Regions from separate parts of the Sus scrofa genome. Here all the other regions are linked to region 1. A link is a contact called in public HiChIP or PLAC-seq data. All regions are on one chromosome and are shown on one strand. Each heading gives the region's core, a stretch centred on a gene start, on an enhancer-like site or on the middle of the called end of the contact. The rest is flanking DNA. Distances are from core to core; before and after follow the strand shown. Region 1 has its middle 23 kb from the start of SRGAP2. Region 2 overlaps SRGAP2 (SLIT-ROBO Rho GTPase-activating protein 2). Region 3 overlaps RASSF5 (ras association domain-containing protein 5).

Evidence for each region. HiChIP or PLAC-seq counts read pairs in DNA pulled down with a chosen protein or histone mark.
Region 2: an H3K27ac HiChIP or PLAC-seq map of alveolar macrophages shows a contact between it and region 1. The contact joins two enhancer-like sites. A contact is called at or near these places in 9 of 47 Hi-C or Micro-C datasets (embryonic fibroblasts, fetal heart ventricle, fetal liver and 5 more) and 2 of 2 datasets of contacts at active chromatin or transcription factors (alveolar macrophages and skeletal muscle).
Region 3: an H3K27ac HiChIP or PLAC-seq map of alveolar macrophages shows a contact between it and region 1. The contact joins two enhancer-like sites. A contact is called at or near these places in 1 of 47 Hi-C or Micro-C datasets (epiblast stem cells) and 1 of 2 datasets of contacts at active chromatin or transcription factors (alveolar macrophages).

What each region holds. Positions count from the first base shown.
Region 1 is chr9:66,812,828-66,817,046 of Sscrofa11.1, forward strand. No RefSeq gene overlaps it. Among named protein-coding and RNA genes, the nearest start is that of SRGAP2, 23 kb to the right of the region's middle. Within about 2 kb of position 2,909, at least 3 of the 83 cell types and tissues checked have an H3K27ac peak or open chromatin away from gene starts, as enhancers often do. A contact at or near this core is called in alveolar macrophages, where this site is marked.
Region 2 is chr9:67,107,791-67,111,963 of Sscrofa11.1, forward strand. It overlaps SRGAP2 (SLIT-ROBO Rho GTPase-activating protein 2), which reads left to right. Exons shown (of 23, transcript XR_002335789.1): 22 at 3,503-3,827. Among named protein-coding and RNA genes, the nearest start is that of IKBKE, 13 kb to the right of the region's middle. Within about 2 kb of position 1,856, at least 7 of the 83 cell types and tissues checked have an H3K27ac peak or open chromatin away from gene starts, as enhancers often do. A contact at or near this core is called in alveolar macrophages, where this site is marked.
Region 3 is chr9:67,204,872-67,209,306 of Sscrofa11.1, forward strand. The region is part of intron 2 of RASSF5 (ras association domain-containing protein 5); the gene reads left to right. Among named protein-coding and RNA genes, the nearest start is that of RASSF5, 50 kb to the left of the region's middle. Within about 2 kb of position 2,185, at least 9 of the 83 cell types and tissues checked have an H3K27ac peak or open chromatin away from gene starts, as enhancers often do. A contact at or near this core is called in alveolar macrophages, where this site is marked.

The sequences.
Region 1 (4,219 bases), core at 1,659-4,158:
CATCTGCCACCAATGAAAGCAGAAAGGAAATGTGTAATGAGAGCCAAGCCATGCGGAACACGTCCAAGAAGGGTGTGCCTCTGTGTGTTTAGTAATCCTGTCCAGCTCAGCAAAGCTGAAGTTTTTTCTTCTTTGGATTACTATCCATTTTAATGAGCAAGGAGCATTTGATCTTAAGCTGTCTGAGAAACCCAAATGTCCCGGGCCTTTGTCTAAGTTTTGCAGAGGAAAAGGAATGGCTGTCGATTCACTTGTGAGGGCTCCTGGCAGCTAATTCCTGGTCCTTTGCTCCACCTAGTGGATTTCAGTGCTAGAAAGTCTCTGAAAAGAGACCAGTGATGAGGAAGGTGTATGTTGCTGATAAATCTGAATTTCAGTCATTCTCTTTTCTTTTCTTTTATGTGTTTAGGGCTGCACCCGCGGCACATGGAGGTTCCCAGGCTAGAGGGTGAAGGAGTTGTAGCCGCCAGCCTACATCACAGCCACAGCAATGCAGGATCCAAGCCTCGTCTGCAACTTAAACCACAGCTCACGCAATGCCAGATCCTTAACGCACTGAGCGAAGCCAGGGATTCAACCTGCGTCCTCATAGATGTTATTCAAGTGCATTTCCGCTGAGCCACAACGGGAACTCCCAGTCATTTTCTTTAGAGACATTACCCTGTTCCACCCCAATCTGCCTTTGTTCCTATTGAGTGAGCTCTTTCATTTATTTCCATTAAAGCCAAATGTGTAGGTGTGAGTCAGCAGCACCAAATGCATCCCTTTTCTCTCTTCCTAATATAGAAATAGCATTATGTGATCAGGAGACACATATCAGCCCAGAAAAGCATATTCCATTCATAATGATTTCCTCTGATGGTCAAACTCAATCAAACCTCGATAGGGTCATTAATTAACTAATAGCTTACCTATTTTGTGTGTGTGTGTGTGTGTGTGTGTGTGTCTTTTTGCCTTTTCTAGGGCCGCTCCTGCAGCATATGGAGGTTCCCAGGCTAGGGGTCGAATCGGAGCTGTAACTGCCGGTCTACACCACAGCCATGCGGGATCCGAGCCGCGTCTGCAACCTACACCACAGTTCATGGCAACAACGGATCCTCAACCCACTGATCAAGGCCAGGGATTGAACCCACAACCTCATGGTTCCTAGTCGGATTCATTAACTACTGAGCCACAACGGGAACTCCTAGCTTACCTATTTCGTTAACTTCCAGGAGGCTCCTTTGAGCAATAATTCATTAAATAGTCATAGGACTTTTCAAGAAGTCTCATCTTCAATTATAAAAACAGAGGAAAACATTAGAAAGTACAGCAAAGCTAAGAATTTCAGGGACAAAGGGATTCACAGCCAATTCTTACCCCGAATCCGTACATGGAGATAAAGGTTAGTAGTCCTTGTGGATTTAAGCCAATGCAGTGTATAAAATAAATTCAACAGTCTATACTTATTTGCTAGCCGATTGTGCCCCCGTTGGTCATCAGCCTTAGCATCAGTCAAACACTTATTCTTTATTCCTTACCAATCATTGATATTTAATTGCCGTTATGGGTTGGATTGCATCTTCCCAAATATTTATTTATTTATTTATTTAACCCCCAGTACCTCAGAATGTGAACTGATTTGGAGAAAGGGTCTTCACAGAGGTAATCAAATTAAAAAGAGACCATCAGGGTAGGCCCTCATCCAGTACAACTGGTGTCCTTATAAAAAGGGGAAATTTGGGAGTTCCCGTCGTGGCACAGTGGTTAACGAATCCGACTAGGAACCATGAGGTTGCGAGTTCGGTCCCTGCCCTTGCTCAGTGGGTTAAGGATCCGGCGTTGCCGTGAGCTGTGGTGTAGGTCGCAGACGCGGCTCGGATTCCGAGTTGCTGTGGCTCTGGTGTAGGCCGGCGGCTACAGCTCTGATTAGACCCCCTAGCCTGGGAACCTCCATATGCCGCGGGAGCGGCCCAAGAAATGGCAAAAAGACAAAAAAGGGGGGGGGGGGAATTTGGAGACAGACAGAGAGAAAGGAAGAACACCCGTGAAGATGGAAGACAGCTATACAGAGGCCTGAAACTGATCCTCCTCTTTTTTTTCTTTTTTTCATTTTAAAAAACATCAGTGAAGCAGAGTTGATTTACAATGTTGTGATAATTTCTGCTGTACAGCAGAGTGATTCAGTTATGCATATACACACATCCAATCTTTTTCAGATTCTTTTCCCATATAGGCTCTCACAGAATATTGACTAGACATCCCTGTGCAAGCTGATCTTTCTCTCACAGCCCTCAGAAAGAACCAACCCTCCCAACATCCTGATTTTGGGCTTCTAGCCTCCCAAACTGTGAGATAATAAGCATATGTTGTTTAAGCCACCCAGATGTGGTGCTTTGTTAGAGCAGACCTAGCAAACTAATACCATTGCCTCTGACAAATGAATAAGAATCTCTCCGCACAAATGAAATTAATCCATAGGCTGCTAGACTTGGAAAGGATCTCAGAAGACCAATTGCTCAACCCCCCTGTTTTGAAATAAGATGTCTAAGGTCGCTCAGCCAGTTGGTGACTCAGTCACCCTTTTAGCTCAGCCTTCCGTCCTTTCTTCTCATAGTCTGCTGGATAGTTCAGAGATGGTGGCAAAATCAGTCTATGGTGATGCTTAGATCCAAAACTTTGTCGGAAAGAATTTCCTTGGGACCACATGCAAGCATAGGCCCTTTCTAAGTATTTGCTGCTGGAAGCACCTGTTAATAGGAGAATTAATTGCCAGCAGGCTGCCAGCCAGAAGATTGATACCCAGTGGAACAGTGAGACAGGTATGGCTGGGCTGATAGGATCCATCATCTCTCCAGACAGGCCCTTGTTTGGGGTAAAGGTCTGCCTGGGGGATGGAGGGCTGCCCCCATCCGCTGAGGATGATTCACCAGCGTGACTTCATCATCTGTGGGTCAGAAGCTAGGGTCATGGGAGTTCCCATTATGGCTTAGCAGGTTATGAACCCCACTAGTATCCATGAGGATCCAGGTTCGATTCCTGGCCTCAATCGGTGGGTTAAAGATCTGGCGTTGCTGTGAGCTGCTGTTGTGTAGGTTGCAGGTGCAGCTTGGATTTGCTGTTGCCGTGGCTGTGTTGCAGGCCAACAGCTGCAGCTCCAATTTGACCCCTAGCCTGGGAACTTCCATATGCTGCAGGTGTGGCCCTACAAAGCAGAAAAGAAAAAAAAAGAAGCAGTTCAGGTTCATGTGCCTGGGGTGGGGGCTGGGGAAACAGAGCCTGAGTAATGCTTCATAGTGGGTGTGGAGACTTGTTCTAATAGTAAGCACGCTATTGATTAAAGTACCTGACATAAGTAATTGCTGGAGCTCCCAAACCAGCCATCACCTAGGATTATAGAGATCCAATCTAATATGAGACAGAAAGCCCAGTTTCAACTCTACAGCAGAAGCCTTTGAAAAGAGTCCAGGAGTAATTGGCATTTAATCAATGCAATCATTCTCCCAGCACATGGCTTCTGCAGCTTTAGGCCTCCTTGCAACCACTGAACTGCAAAAGGGTGAATATGTCCATTTCATTTCACCACCAACATTTGATTCACAGTCCTAGACAAGGGCTAAATGGAAATACATTCACATTTTTATATTTGAGAAACACAAGTTCACTGTCAGTAAGAATTCAGTCTCAAATTAACGACGGTATAAACAGCGATGGGTATTTTCCCTTTACAGAGGCCTGATCAGCATTAATTTTTTGACAGACAGGAGAGAAAAAGCTGCGGCAGGCTGCTAAGCATTTGCTTTTCATTTACTCTTCTCCAAACCTTCCATGAAACATGGGGAAGGGTATGACGGCTCTTCTTTCCCTGAGATCTGGAAGAACATATACCCCTTGTAACTAGGGGACAAATAAATATTGATTTTGCCTTTGGTTTTTCTTCATAAAGTGTTATCATCAGGCATCAAATTGGATATTTAAAGGAGAATATACTTCTCTTGGAACAGCGATGCTATACCCTCCCTCCTTTTCCTGGTGGGGTTCATAGTGTTCACTCATCCTATAGACAGCAACCAGAAAAGAGAGAAGGCCCAACTTTCAGCATCTCACAAGTCTTTCATGTACGGTCTGTAAGAGGAAGTGGGGAGGGAAAAAGAAGTATTCTTGAACTCAAAGACCCATAAATGGGTACTTAGATTTGTTTGTTTGTTTACGGCCGCACCCGAAGCACATAGAAGTTCCC
Region 2 (4,173 bases), core at 606-3,105, 290 kb after region 1:
GTCAGCAGGCCCAGGTCTCCGGCAGGCGGCCATAGCGCTAAGGACAGCTGTGCCCGTCTGTCCGCTCAGACCTTCCAGGCCGTCTGACCGCTAAGACTTTGGCCAAAGCTTTCGTCACTTCATGCAACTTGGTTTTGTATTGTTTCTCGAGAGGTGCCTTCTCTTTTCCAATTCTGACTCAAACGATTTCTGTGATGTCTTCCTTGGCCCTTGTCTGTCCGAAGATCCAAAGTCTCGTGTGTCTTCTACCAGGTTCATGTTACCCCCGATGGTTTATTTAGATCTCACGTGTCTGTTTCTCCCTCGCCCTGCATTCGCTCCCCTGGAGGAAAAGAGACCAGTGCTCCCCACCCCCCTCACCCCAATGAAAGCATTGTCCTGAGCTCTTTATTCATTGCCTAACCCCCAGCTCTCATTTTTCCTGCCCTTTCACACCAGTAGAAATAATGTGCCATTTTTTTCCCCATTGCTTGAGCCCTGTGTATTATTCTTCCCTATGAGTCCCTTTGCAGATTCCCACTTCTGTCCAGCAGGCTGGTAACTCTGCCCCCACCCCCAGCTTTCACTGTGGCTGTTAGCAACATCCTGGGGTTTTCACTCCACCCACACCCGATCTGGCCGTCTAGAGGGATTCCACGCCTGTGCTGCTGCCTCCCCTAGAGACATTCAGGTTACTGGAGAGCTAATCTCATCTCAAGGGGCCAGACACCAAGTCCCAAAGCCTACAGACCTCTTTCCGCCAGACCCTGAAACTTGGCCCAGTGCCAGCAGGATGACAAGCCCCAGGGTGCTCCCGATGCATATGGATTGGAGATGATGTACAGTTTTTAATTCCCCTCTGGCTCTGGAGGAATGAAATGATTTGCACATTGAAAACCTGTTAACCGTAGCCTCTGGACACTGAAACTGGAAGGAGAATAAAGGATGCTTGTTGTTTTTAAACTGCACCAGGTCGCCCAGATCTCTTGGCTTTTTTCCAACCAGACGGTAGCTGGGGGAGTGGTTGGGGCACGTGGCTCTTTTCCTTCTCTCTCACCCTCTAGTCTGTAGAGTAGCTGATTCAGCTGGCGCAGCGTAGTTGTAATTTAAGGCAGACCGGTAAAAAAAAAAAAAGATTGAGGGTTTTCTTTCTTCCCCCCCAGCACAGTGCCCCGTTGGGAGGGCAAGCTCATAAAAAGTTAACTGCAGGCTCATCACATCTTCTTCCTTATTTGCAAGTCTATGTTAATTATAAGCCTGTAATCATCAGGTCGTAAGCCTGTAATTAACCCAGAAACCAAAGGCGAGGTCAGTGGAGGGAGCGTGAGCCATCATAGGTTTGTTGCCATTTGTGCAAAAGAATCATAGCGAGTCATGGCTGGAAGAGTCAGAAGATGAACAGGTGGTAGCAAGTCAAGGCAGACCCCATAAACTCCCTGCTTGGTGGGGTCTTGGAGGACATGGTCTGCCCCGGACACCAGCTGGTCGGTGGGTGAGCGACAGCCCCCAGGCATGTCCTGCCGTTAAGACTGCCTTCCAGCCGCAGCTCCCAAACTCCCTCTCTTTCCTGAACGCCCTGGGTCCTCTCCCTCCTGGATCTTCACATCTGTCTCCTCACCTGGTTAGCTCCTCTTCCTTTAAGACTCCATCCGAAGATTTACTTCTTTGGGGAAACCTTTCTGACACCCCCCACGTTCCTCCACGCTGGGTTAGGTGCCCGAGACAGTCTCGGGACTCAGGCCGCACTCGGATCCCGCACCAGGCTGAGCTCCCTGAACCCTGGAATTCTGTCTTCCTCCCTACACGTCCCCGGGGCTGGGCGCACACCAGCCATTCCATGAGCCTGCCTTCTCAGCAGTTCGGGCCTCGTGAGTCAGCCTTCCTCAAGTGGAAAAAGGAAATCAGCAAAGAGTTATTAGGGTGTGGCCTTTCGACTCAGTTCCACACATGTATTGAGCACCTACTGTTGTGCCGAGTATTATTATTCAGAGACAAATAGGATGATCCCTGGCCTCGGCGCTCACAGTCAGGCAAGGTGAATACCAGATAGACAGGTGATTCAGAGTTCCCGTTGTGGCTCAGTGGTTAACGAATCCGACTAGGAACCATAAGGTGGCGTGTTCGATCTCTGGCCTTGCTCAGTGGGTTAAGGATCTGCATTGTCATGAGCTGTGGTGTAGATCGCAGACACGACTCGGATCTGGCGTTGCTGTGGCTGTGGCGTAGGCCGGTGGCTACAGCTCTGATTCAAACCCCTAGCCTGGGAACCTCCATATGCTGCGGGGGCGGCCCTAGAAAAGACAAAAAAAAGACAGGTGACTAAAAAGGGGTCTCTAGAGACACTGAAGGAATGGGGGTGAACAAGGCTGCCTGCCTAGGAGGATGGGTGCCAGGAAGACTTTGTAGAGGAAGAAAAGTCGTTTCAGCTGGGCTGTATAAGACTCTGAGAGCATCCTTTATCCACTGGAGAGTGGGTGACGGCCAAGGCTAAAGCAGCCGAGCAGGCAGCTTCAGGGCGTGGCTACTTTGTGCCATCCCAGACCTGGCCCCAGGGGTATATGCTAAGAAAGCCCTCCCCAGGGAACAGGACTTCGAAGGACATTGGCCCTGCCACAAGGCTGGTATCCTATCTTCAGGTCTTACTCCTTTCCTTCTGAACCCCCACCTCGGCCTCAGGGGCCCTTAGCAGATTCAAGATCAGAGCTGTCCAGCGGCCATCCCAAACCCAAAGTTTCGCTGCCTCTTAAATTAGGCCCTTTAGGATCTGATGTCAAGAGATAATGAAATGATTCGGCAGCAGACAACGCCCATAGGAATAGGATTCTGCCCAACCATTTCGTCTGAGAGCCTTCGTGGTCTGAAACACACTGACTCAGAGTCCGGGTTCGGCCCAGTGCTGGGTGACTTAGGGTCACATAGATGTATTTCCCCAAAATGCACAAACCTGGCCCAGATGCTGCAGCCCTGCAGCCTCTTGAAAGATATTCTGTTCCATGTCTGCAGAATAAGCGACAACTGCCTCTTGCCAAAGCCCAAACGAATTAGTCTTGTCAGTGGACTTAGAAGCATGCTAAAATTTGGAACCGTCAACTCTCCTCTTACCAGCAATTCCGCACCTCCTTGGTGATGGGGAGACTTTTTCTCCTCCTGGGGCCTGGTTTCTGTCCCGAGCAGGTAATGGAAGGTGCCTTTTCACCAGTCTGTCTCCCATTAGAAACTTGAGCTTAATCAGACATTTTTCCTGACAGCACCTTACATGTTGAGGACTCAAAGCCCACGACCACCAAGTAAGTATCCATGGCTCCTTTGCCCAGGTCGGGGTGGGAGGGGAACAGAGACGTGGAGGAAGCACGGGAAGGTGAAACAGGAGAGAATGAGAACGTGCTCTGTGTCCTCTCCTTCCAGGCGTCCCTGGGGGCCAACATCTGTCCCCTCCACCCCCACCCCACCCCACCCCGTCATCTGAGCTGCCTCAGAGCCAGGGCTCCCCCATCACCCTGCCCCTCTCTGTTTGTCATTAAAGGCAAAGGAAGCGGCCCGAATCTGGGAGCATCCGGAAAACCTTTCGGAGTGACAGCCATGGGCTGAGCAGTCCCCTGACTGATCCCGCCTCCCCGGGGGTGGGGGCTAGCTGCCGCCCATCTTCCCAGCCTGTCCTGAGCCAGAGCCTCCCAAAGGAAGGGCCCGATAAGTGTTCCATCAGTGGGCATGGGAGCCTTAACTCCATCAGCCGCCACTCATCCCTGAAGAATCGGCTGGACAATCCACAGATCCGGAAGACAGTGACAGCAGGAAGGTCAAAAAGCTTCAATAACCACCGGCCCATGGACCCGGAGGTCATTGCGCAGGTAACTGGGGGCTCTTGGACAAACAGCTACCGTGGGTCTATGCTTGACACGGATTATAAGCGGACTTGAAATAGAACGGTGCTATATGTACAGTATACACTGAGTTCAGGGACCACTGGACATCTGGACCTGGAGTCTCCCCAAGAAGAACTCCAGGACAGAATAAAACAGTGCAGGCTTCTTGCTCACCTATGGGCTATTTGCAAAGCTATTGTAAGTTTGAAAGCCCGTAGTTAACAGATTGAGGATTTTCGGTAGAATTGGTTCAGCCCAAGTTTTGCATCTTAAAACCCTAGTAGGTGTCAGCTACGCTGCCCAAAGAGGTGCAGCTCAGAGGTAGTTCTGG
Region 3 (4,435 bases), core at 935-3,434, 390 kb after region 1:
AGGGCCCACACGCAGTCACCCAGCCTAAGACATTGGAGTGGGGGTGGGGGTCATTCAAGGTCACGTAGCAAGTTCATGAGGGACCCAGGGTTGAAACCTACATCTCTCATCTCCCAGCCCAGAGGTTTTCCTCCTTCAGGCCCCCAAAAGGCAGGCTTTGGTAACATGCAGGTCTGGTGACTGGGACCTCTGGCCATTGCTGTCAGGTGCCCCTCTCTCCCGGTCTGGGATCTGACCCTGGAAGTGACGCCAACTTCTGCTCCCATTGGTTCCCCAAATGCCTACAGGAGGTGGCAGTTTGGGGTTTTGACCTCTGGGCTGGGACATGGGCACTCTGAGTGAGCTGTCTCTGCATGTCCCACGGATTCCAGGACCCCAGGACTCTGGAGCCACTTGGGACGTCGGGGTGGGTGCTCTGGGGACACAGAAAGCCTGCTGCCTGCAGACTGTCAGAGCTGGAAGGAGCCAGCTCTAGCAGCTCACTGTACAGATGGAGAAGCTGAGGCTCCGAGAGGCGGGAGGATGTCACCAGGTTGGCGGGTGGAGCAGCACTCACAGTCGTCAGGGGCACCTTGTCAAGCCCTCTTCTTGGTCTTCTTCACTCAGTGGGTGACTGAGGCCAACTGCAGTCCCTGTCCCCTCAGCATCTTCTACAAATGGAAAGACCAAATCAGCGCAGGTTAGGAAAGGGCTGCTGGTCCTTATCATCCCTCCACTCCTACGGGCCACCCCGTCCCTCCCTTCCTAAGGCGCCTTGGGCCATGGACCTTCACTCTGCTCTTAACACTAGCAGAGGTCCCTGTTGTCAGTCCCAGAAGCCTGCAAATTTATGTCATTTGAAAGTTCTTCTTATGGAGTTCCCGTTGTGGCCCAGTGGAAACGAATCCAACTAGGAACCATGAGGTTGCGGGTTCGATCCCTGGCCTCGCTCAGTGGGCGTTGCCATGAGCTGGGGTATAGGTTGCAGATGTGGCTCGGATCTGGCGTGGTTGTGGCTGTGGCCGGCAGCAGTAGCTCCAGCTGGACCCCTAGCCTGGGAACCTCCATGTGCTGCAGGTGCAGCCCTAAAAAGACAAAAAAAAAAAAAAAGGAAGAAGGTTCTTCTTAGTATCTATCTAGAATACTGCTTGCTGTACTCTAGGCCCTTCATCATGTATGCTTTCTTTGTGGATATGGAGGACAGACAGTTGGTTCAATCTGTGGTTAAATATTACCTTGAGCACAGCTGTAACACTCTCCCATCCCCCCCTACCCCCTCCCCATACCCCGGCCTTCCCTGGTCTATAGCAACATCCTTGATTCTTGAAAAATTCAATGATGATGGGAAAAGGAAGGGGGGGAGTGGTCTCAGAGGTCAGAGTACGAAGCCACTCCCGCTTCTGTTCCTGTACTTGTCCCATCTCTTGCCTGGCCACTCGGCCCCTCCCTGGACACAGCCCTGTAGCACTCTGGGAATGTCATCCAAGCCTGATGGCCCTGGGACCCTCAGAGAAATCCCCATCTCTCTGCCGGCGGCAGGCACACCCAGGCCTCAGGCTCAGCACCTGCCCCTGCTCTTCTTGGCGTGAGCGAAAAGAAAATACTAAAAGCAAGTTAGTTCTAAATATGAGCAATAAAAAGAAAATAAAACCTTTAGAATCATTGGACCACATAACTGCTTTTTTTTAACATGCTTTCTCAGAAGCCTGCCCAGCCCAAGACTCCCTCAAAAGACTCTTTGTGCTGGTGCAGCCACGCCACAGCTTTCCTTTGGGGCTGTGGTCTCCACTTCTCTTCTGTGCTGCTGCTTCTCTGGCCCTTCCCAGGGTTGCTTTTCTCCGTGAAGACATAAACCCTGTCCGATCAGAACTCACATCCCCATCGGGTGCAACACAATGCCAAGGCGTGGTTGCAAAAGCAGGCTCTGGTTAAATGCTGGCTGAACTGAGTTGTTACAGCATCTCTTTTGCATACTATATAATCAGGATGGACTCACTGTTGTAAGTGTTGTTATTTTCGGCCTTTGGGCAAAATAGAAGTTTATGGCCCTCTTTGGGTAAACTTACATGGGCAGGTGGGGCTCAGGATGATACACGGGACATTTTGTGGGCCAGGCCCGGAAGTGGTGTGTTTTATACCCCCGCTCCATTGGCCAGAACTCAGTCACGTGGCCACTGCTAACCACAGGGAGGTTGGGAAATGAAGTACAGCTGTGAGCCCAGGTGGACAAGGAAGCCAGTTGTGGTGAACACTTAGCTGTCTCTGCCATGCATCTGTCCTGCCACCCTATTGGCCCAGCCACCTTTGGAAGCTCTGCTCTGCTTTCTTGGTGAAGGGCCATAAGCTCTGTCTCTTTGACTCTGCATTTCTCTCCATCTGTCACCAAGGATACACTCTTCCTGGGATTGGGGGTGGGGAGGTTCTGCCTCCCCCAGCTACACTGGCAACTTTTTGAGGACAGATGCTTTTCCTTACTCGGCACTGCTCTGGTTCCTCTGTGGCATCTGAAGCCTTCAGTGGTGCTCCAAGGTGGCCCCTGGCCACTGCCATCAGACTTGCTCTTTGGATCACTTTGTGGCAATGGAGGGGCAAGGGCCCCCCTTTAGACTTCCTGGCTCCTGAGTCTTCAGAGATAGGACCCTCAGATCTGTTTTGGCTTTTTTTTTTTTTTTTTTTTTTTTTTTTTTTTTTTTGTCATTTTCTTGGGCCGCTCCTGCGGCATATGGAGGTTCCCAGGCTAGGAGTCTAATCGGAGCTGTAGCCACTGGCCTACGCCAGAACCACAGCAATGTGGGATCCAAGCTGTGTCTGTGACCTACACCACAGGTCTCAGCAACGCCAGATCCTTAACCCACTGAGCAAGGCCAGGGGTCGAATCCGCAACTTCATGGTTCCTAGTCGGATTCGTTAACCACTGAGCCACGACAGGAACTCCTCAGATCTGTTTTTAAACACTCCCCCCCGCCCCCGCCCCTGCCCCAGGTGATTCTCAAATGTACTGAAGTCTGGGAACCGCCTGTTTAGCAGTATTTGGTAATTGATGACTTCAGCGGGAATGCAAGACCAGCATTTATCTCAGATTCCAGAGAGGTTCTTCAGGAAGCCTAGAAGGTAAAAGGATTGGTCCCTGGTCACATAACTGAGGAGAGACAGAACCAAAGACTCGGGGACCCAGGGGCATGAGCTGTCCCCATTACTCTCACCCCAACATGCTGAGCGAGGATGTTGAGTGGACTGCCCATGGTGACTGACCAGTGCATGACCGGTGGTACAAGCAGCACAGAACTGTAAGGAAGTCTTGGCTTCTCATCCCAGCACAGCTCTTCATTGAGGGGATGTGGCCAGGGCGCTTCAACCCTCTAGATGCAGATGCTTCACCTCATCCTTCAGGGAGTGTGATTTGAGCCCGTCCTTCGTTTCTTCTTTCACTGAGAGGCTATCACCCCTATGCGTGGAAACAGAGCCTTTCGTAGCAGTTTCTCGTGAGACTGGCAGGGATTTGGGACCTGACTTCCAAGTTCTCTAACTTGTAAGGATGTCCCAAGGGTGGGGTGGGGAAGAGGACCTGAATGGCTGACCTGAACTCCCTCTGCGAGACCCCCTGGGCTTGACCCAAGAAATCCTCGCCGCCGTGTTCCTGATTCCTCTCTTCCCACCCACCTCTCTTTCTTCACAAGTTTAGACTCTGTGTCCTGAGTCAGCTGGCACTTCCCCTAAAGTGATTCCAGTTACAGCTCAGGGCATGTGCAACAGCCATCCACCCATGCAGTTTAGGGAGAAAGGAAGATTTTATGCTGGGATGAACCCTGAATCCCAGCTCTTACTTCAAGCCGTCAGTCTGGACTCTGGAGTCCAGGCTATGAACCTGACAGGAAGGCCCCTCCAGACCCAGCCTGGGTGCCCAGCAGTCTGTGCTCCATTCCCTCTTCTGCCTTTTTTTTTTTTTTTTTTTTTTTTGTCTTTCTGTCTTTCTAGGGCTTCACCCGTGGCACATGGAGGTTCTCAGACTAGGGGTCCAATCAGAGCTATAGCCACCGGCCTATGCTGAGACACAGCAACATGGGATTTGAGCAACATGGGATTCGAGCCTCATCTTTGACCTACAGCACAGCTCATGGCAACGCCAGATCCTTAACCCACTGAGCGAAGCCAGGGATCGAACCCTTGTCCTCATGGATGCTAGTCGGGTTTGTTAACCACTGAGCCACGATGGGAACTCCCTTCTTCTGCTCTTGATTTGACTCTTCAGGGAACCTGCCCTGGAGCTTTCTGGCTTTGGGATCCTCCTGGGTGGACTCCGGGCTGTCTTCATCCAGGAGCTCTGTTTCCTCTTCCAGCTGGCTCAATCTCCACGTAAAAGGCATAGGGACCCGCTCCTGGCCTGACATATTTCTTAGGGACAAGAGGACCAGATCAGTTTGCCAAGAATCAGGAGCATTTCATTTCAAGGCCAGGA